2 separate regions of the Xenopus tropicalis genome follow, and region 2 is linked to region 1. A link is a contact called in public Hi-C data. All regions are on one chromosome and are shown on one strand. Each heading gives the region's core, a stretch centred on a gene start, on an enhancer-like site or on the middle of the called end of the contact. The rest is flanking DNA. Distances are from core to core; before and after follow the strand shown. Region 1 holds the start of tor3a (torsin family 3, member A). Region 2 holds the start of lamc2 (laminin subunit gamma-2).

Region 1 (3,487 bases), core at 665-3,164:
AGCCAGTGAGTAGGGACAAAGGGCAGTTCAAGCTCCCAGCACTAGGTGGCAGCCTAGGGATATATTTAGCTTATCTCCGCTGTGCTTTCTCACACAATTCCCTTCAGTAGCAAAGGGGAGATTGTAGGATTCAGCCCCATGTCATATCATGCCTGCTGGGGTTATATACCATGCATCAAAAGCCTACAGTGAAATAAACATTCTCATGTAGCAGGTGTAACATCTGAGATGCAATGCTTTATTACAGCTACAGTTTAAAGAGGACATATACCTTGACTTTTGCCTAATATGACTAAGCATCTTTCTTCACTCCCTCTCTGTGTATCTTGCAGTCAGTTGTCTGGTCTCATTCCCGGGATTATTTGCATAATTTATAGTATGTATAACATCTTCATTAAACAACATCCCATCTGCTGCAAGCAACAACTCCCTTCAACCTTAGATTGAGCAAATTGTGATATAATCACTGCAGGAGGGACAACTCCTAATGTACCTGTGTAACTACATAGCACTCTGGTCAAGGGTGCAGGCAGTCCTTGTTTTGCTACAGCTGGAGGGCCACCTGCTCAAATAGAGGAACATACATTTTTGTCAGTATCCAATAGCACTGTCAAAAGGTGGCCCTCCAGCTGTCACTAATGAATGACCTCCAGGCAAGGGTGCAAGCAGCTCTTGTTTTGTAACAGCTGGGGGGGCGTAAATGAACACATGGAGGAATATGTAATTATCCAGTAGTAAATATCAGAAGGTGGCCTGCCAGCTGTCACTGAATATCTACTTCCACTCAGTGATGCAGGCAGTTCTTATTCTGTAACAGCATGGGGAGACCTTGTCTTTCCTATCTACACTCTCATTCCTTTAGGTTAGACTTTCACTTAAAAAGAGCGCAAATTGCACCTATCCAAATACTCAGTGTTGGACTGGGAACCCAGGGGCCACCAGAAAACCTTAGACCCTAGGCCCACTCTCCAAACTATTTTTCCTTCTTTCCTCACCCAACCTCTTTATCTCCTAGTCTCTTTTATTTACATGCTAGGATCTATTCTTCCATGTATTTCTCCTCTTTCTTCCCTTTCACAAATAGGGAATGAAACAGGCCAAATGGTCAGGAACAGAAGGGCCCACTTACACCTGGGCCCACTGGGAGTTTTCCTGGTATCCTGGTGGGCCAGTCCGACACTGCAAATACTATTTATGTATACTTGCATTAATTTACACTTGCAACTTGCTCCAGTTCACCATAGTGAGGCATAGTTTAATGCCTAGCAAGTGCTGGCACAAAGGTGCTGAGTACCTAACTTCTGGACTGACCAGGCTGCCCCTTCTCTTGTAGGTGGAACTTACTATCCGGCGATTGTACATCTGGTATTAAAGTTTAGCACCTGATAGCAGCAATGTGGTGAATTGCACCAATGATTGTGCATGCTTTAGTACATGAGCCCTATGAAGTCTATTGATGAAATATTCTATTTGGAGGTAAGTGATAACAAAGCTGAGAGGGCTGGATTAATGATTTCTGGTGTCTTTGCAGGACAGACATTAACTCAGTTTTCTCTGTTATTTTAGTTACCCTTTAACATATGCCTGATACTGGGAGAGCTGAATACATAATGACACTGCAGGTTCACAAGTTCGCAATTCTCTTTGCATTCCCAGATTCAGCTAAGTGACAGACTGCTTGCTGAATTATGACACAGCTCTGTCCCAGGTGGAGGAGCCCACAGGTTACAGGCGTGTGGGGGAGGCAGCGGGGGGGGGGATCCTTGTGTGGGCAGCTCCAGCCGGGAAGCTGATGTCAGAGTGTGGCTGGGCAAGGAGCTGGGCTAAAGGGAGAGTTCCAAAGCAAATAGGCGTGGCCCTGGCACTCTCATACGCTGTAGCTGAGACGTAATCCTTAGGTGACACATGATTCCCTGTAGTTAAGGAGGCATGACTTGATGTGACGCAGTCAGACACACCGCAAGTAGCACTATTCCTTCCCTACTTGCCCAGTGTCCCGCCAATAGAAAGGAAGCTTGCATAACAGCAGGGTAAGAGCGAAGGGGCAAACCAGAAGCTAACGGGTAGGAGCAGTAATGGCAATGGGCTGGTTGCTTCCTTTCCTGCTGCTTCTCCTACAGACACCGTGCAGGCTCTGCACTGGGCAGGGGAGTCCGGGCCCAAAGGAAGGAGGGGAAGAAGAGAGGGACAGACCGGCTAACACATGGCTCACAAGTGGTACCCACCAGATGCAGGAGCTGACTCTGCTTTCCATGGAATATGCCCATGACTTACAGTGCTGGTTGTGGCCTGACAAATGTGATGGGGACAAGAAAGCCCATCCAGGTGAGTGTAATACATTTTTTTCCTTCATTGACCAATACCTAGACCTGCAGCCTGTGGCTCTCAAAGTATTGCTGAACTTTACCTCCCAGCATCTTTTCAAAGCTTGTACTGTAGTTAAGCAACAGCTTAACTTAAAAGAGGTTGCAGGTCCTAGACATGGACTGAATAGCATAAAAAGATTGCTATGCTGGTTTAAAAATCTTCTTTCACCAGTCTTGGTGAATGCCCTTGGGTCAGGTTTACAGAATTTTGGAAAACAGACCCGTATATGTGCTTTCTCTGTATATGCTGATCATATCTCTTATACGGTGTCTCTTTTTAAAGAAACCTCTTTCATTTGGTTGCCTGTCTTCCTCTACTTTTTTAATACGTGGGAATGCAAAATTTACAGTCTAGCAACATATGATCCATGTAACCCCTCCATCTCTATACGTTTACAGCCTGGTCCTGGCCCACTGGTAGCTGGGATCCCATGCAGATGCTATCGGACTGGTATGCCAGAGTGACTGACCATGCAGGTCTGTTGGATGACAGAATCACTAATAATCTGACAGGTGAGATTGTAGATGTGCAGGTGTTTGGTTGTCTCTCTGGCTGTATGAGATGCTACAGACTAATAATCTAATGCTACAGAATAATATTCATGATTTCATATTTTAAAGGAATATGTTACATTAGGTACATTGGGTTATGCTAGGATATAAAAACATTTTTCTATAATGTTTGAATAGCAGTAACCCAGTTACCATGCTACTGCTTCCAACCCATACTTCCATCCTATAATTCATTTCTACCTGCCTGAATTAAACCTTCAGTCCCATACCTCGTGTATATGTAAATAACTATTATAAGGAACACACAAAGCCCCAGAACATCTTTAACATAATATGGTACACTGCTGCTCTAGTACTACTACTGTACAGCTGCCCTGCTACACTCCGCCTTCTAAGCAAAGCCCCTGGAACTATGTAGTGCCCAACGCAAATCCCAGGAATATCTAGCATTCTGGAAAGAATAAGACTTTATTGGTGTCACTTATAAGGGTTATTATTTATAATATTCCCACATACACTTTAGGGACCAGTGGAGTCACTGAAAAGCAGTGTTCCATATTTCTGACTGTTAGGTGCACCCATTTTAGGCTTACGATGGGATCTTGGCA
Region 2 (3,487 bases), core at 669-3,168, 180 kb after region 1:
GAAATTATGTTATTGGTGTTTGACAGGGATGTCCCTCCAGCACTCCTCTGGCTGATATTGATAGGACTCTCACCTCTCAGTTGTTACATATATGGGGCTGTAGCTCAAGAAGAGACATGGGGGAAAAGATTGAAAACTTTTGGTTGTTTGCTTATATCACTAGCACAAAACAATATTATTTTGTACTAAGACCAGAGCCAGATGTAATCAGATTTTGTTTCTTTGCCATTGGTCAGTTTGTGCCGATGACGCATCTGTGTCATATAACACCTACAAAGAGCCTCATAAAAGGTATATTAACTGCACATTGTAGCAAACAATGGCAACTCCTTTTTTGTATTAGCTGATGTTCAAAAGTAATATAGGGCATGGGGTTGTTGACATAATGTGCCCCTGCTTCCATACAATACATTTGGTACAGGAGTGTAATTTCTTACATAGAGCCACCAGGGCTAAAAAGATACCAATAAACATTGTTGTTATTATTATGCAATTTAGTACCAGGTCCCCTCATAGTAGTGCACATCGACCCACTTAGATCATTCCTAGCCAGACCTGTATAGGACTAGGCTAATTTCAGTATTAATTCATTCTCAAATTCCTATTTAAAGAAAGCCAATGTCTGTAAGGGGCTGGTGCAGCAAAGCAGAAGCCAATTTGACTAGGAACAAAGCTTATAAGAACTTGTAGTTATTCAAAGTTTTTTTCATGACCTAAGGGCAGTCATAACATAGAAATGTAGGCACATACCACCACTTGCCTAATTTATGTACCTTTATCGCAAATAATTCCACAATTGTCCTACCCTTTAATAAAAAAAAAATAACAAAAACACTGTATATAATCTAACATGTAAAATATGAGGACAGAATTGTTACTGAATTTATGATATTTTATAATGGCAGAAAAAAAGGTTTAATAAGGTTAATTTCCATTTAAATATATCAGGTGGATAATTGCATGAATAATTGCCTTATTCCAGTATTTTGTAGAGTCTGCTGACAGAGCAGGCTTTGATGCCATATGAAAAACTTTGACCAAAACTGTATGCGTAGGAGTTAATCCACTGTAAAATCCAGAAACCACTATCCACTCAATTAGGAACAATCTAGAATCTACTCTAGAATCTACTCTTCTTTTGTCTCATTAAGATTCTCAATAATCCAGGTCATGACTTCCAGTATCTAGTGGAATTGAGTCTAAAGCTACTGAATTTTCTGAGTTTTTTTTAAAATGTTTCTCCACTCGTCCAAGTGGCTTCTTCAGTTCAATTCAATGATAGGGAATTCCCTGGCATTTAAACAATAATACAGTTGTAAACATGAGTTGTGAGATGTTTTCAAGAGAACTCAGACTGATTTCTACCAGATACTGGACTCTAGTTTTATACAAAATGCTTATAAAGTTTAAACAATTTACTATTTACATTTCTCCATCTCATGCTTAGTGATTTTATTTTAATGCCTGAAATGCATTGGCGCAAACTGCATTGCTTCTGCTTACTATTCCTGTGGCAAAAGGGTTATATAATCTAAAATCAGTATAATAATGTATTTGTATTATCGGAAAATAAATTGTATACCATAACTGCTAACCTGTTTGCCAGTATGCCTAACACAAAAGGCAGTCATCTCCAGCTGCCATGCATGACTGCTTACAAATTCCCCCTAAATCCTTATGAACTGGATCTTTCTGCAAGGAAGCACAAGGGCATAGCTCACCTTCTCTGCCATGTGTCTCTGTCACCACTGCCAGGACCAGCGTGAAGGTCAGGATCCGGGTCAGGTACCCCCACAAGTCCATTATAGTGTAGAAGCCAACTACCAGTGCGGTGAGGTTTATGTATTATTATGTTGTGTCTGTGGCTCGTTGTGTGCAATGTGTCTGTGTGAGTCCCCCCTTCAGGTGTGTTTATGAGACCTGAGTTGCCTGACTCATTACAGACACAAAGATCTAATGTTGTGACTCACCCATGTGATTAAGAGCCCAACCCTTCTCCTCTCTAACAGATACACATGAAAATTCCTGCACTACACCAGTCAAAGCCTGACAGTGTTACACACAGGAGAGGGAGCTACCCATTTCCCGTGGATTTTATATTTTAATATCATACCTATTATACCTATATTACAGCTTTGGCATGTTACAAAAATGATATCATACAAACAATTGAATTTCCCTTCCTAAACCACAAAACCTTTCCATTAGCTTTGTGCTCTTTATAGTTCATCTGCTTTTTATTAAATATGTATCCAGTAGAATTACAGGTTCTGCAAATGCCAATTAAACCTGTCTAATAAATTACTGAGCCCTCTGGCGCCGATTAGATAAACTAATTGGTTTAAGTTTAAACCTGGAAATTCTAAGATCAATGGAAATGAAAGATAATCCTCAATCAAAATAATTGTGAATGGGAGATGCCATACTGTTTGCTTGTCTGATATATTATCCTGAGCCCTCAATAGGACACAAGGTGATGTTCTATTGGAGACTATGTGCAATAATGCAACAAACAATATAACTGTTCTTCTCTCATAAGTATAAGTGCCCATATGCAGAGAAGGAATATACTGTATAGAAGGAAAATATAGACCATTGTCAATAAACATGTATTATTAGTGAGATGTTTGTTTGTACATAGGCGACAGGCACCTTCCATCAACGTAATCCAAATGATTAAGTGACAATGTACCTAAAATTCAAGCCCAAACACACTTTTTATATCTATAGTAATTCTATATTTAAGGATTTATAATAAATATGAGATTTTTTACATCTTGGCTTTGTGCTGGCAGAATGTTCTTTATATATCAGAATATATACTATAGTCAGTTATGGAAGATGTTATGAGGAAACAAACCTCAAGGGCTGGTACAGATGGGTGTTTTGCCCTGAGTTCCCCTGAGGTGGAGTTGTCCTGTGTTCCACCGCAGGGAAGTGCAAGACAAAATGCAATCCATTCTTTCTTATGTACCCGTACTGACACCGGAGGATAAAAGCGCCGAACATAGGTGACATGAAGCATGTTGCGTTCCACCTGGGTTTGAAGAACATTAAATAAAGCATTAAATAACTTATAGGTCCTTTACTCTTTTAACTATTTCCCCCAAAAGAGGCCTTCTGATGCATGGGACCAAGGGAAAATACCCTTCATAACTTCATCCCCAGTGGACTCACAGGTAGTTGGCCACAATAATGTAGCACTTGCAAATAGGTTTGCCACACTTTCTGGAGAAAACTGGCCTTTCATCCTATTAATAACATTGGCATCAGGCATCATTTTTATCAGCTGGGCTAATAAAATGCCAGACAGGTAGCAACCCTACGCTGGTTTGAGTGGAGCAGACAGGAAACACATAGTGAATCAGATTCCAGCTCAGTTTAAGGAGTGATTGGTGCAGGGTCAGAGGAATGACGCCCAGCTGAGCCGTATATTGCAATATGTCTTTAGGAGACAGAGATAGAGGCTGCGGTGAGACACTCCCGC

What was found. Hi-C and Micro-C count contacts between places; a contact is called where the count stands out from the background.
Region 2: a contact with region 1 is called in a Hi-C map of neurula embryo, with 2.0 times the contacts expected there. The contact joins the promoter of lamc2 here to the promoter of tor3a in region 1. A contact is called at or near these places in 2 of 5 Hi-C or Micro-C datasets (neurula embryo and tailbud embryo).

What each region holds. Positions count from the first base shown.
Region 1 is chr4:99,849,019-99,852,505 of UCB_Xtro_10.0, forward strand. tor3a (torsin family 3, member A) reads left to right here and starts at 1,915. Exons shown (of 6, transcript NM_001030421.2): 1 at 1,915-2,325; 2 at 2,766-2,879; 3 at 3,467-3,487. The coding sequence starts at 2,076.
Region 2 is chr4:100,026,702-100,030,188 of UCB_Xtro_10.0, forward strand. lamc2 (laminin subunit gamma-2) reads right to left here and starts at 1,919. Exons shown (of 23, transcript XM_002937367.5): 1 at 1,722-1,919. The coding sequence starts at 1,803.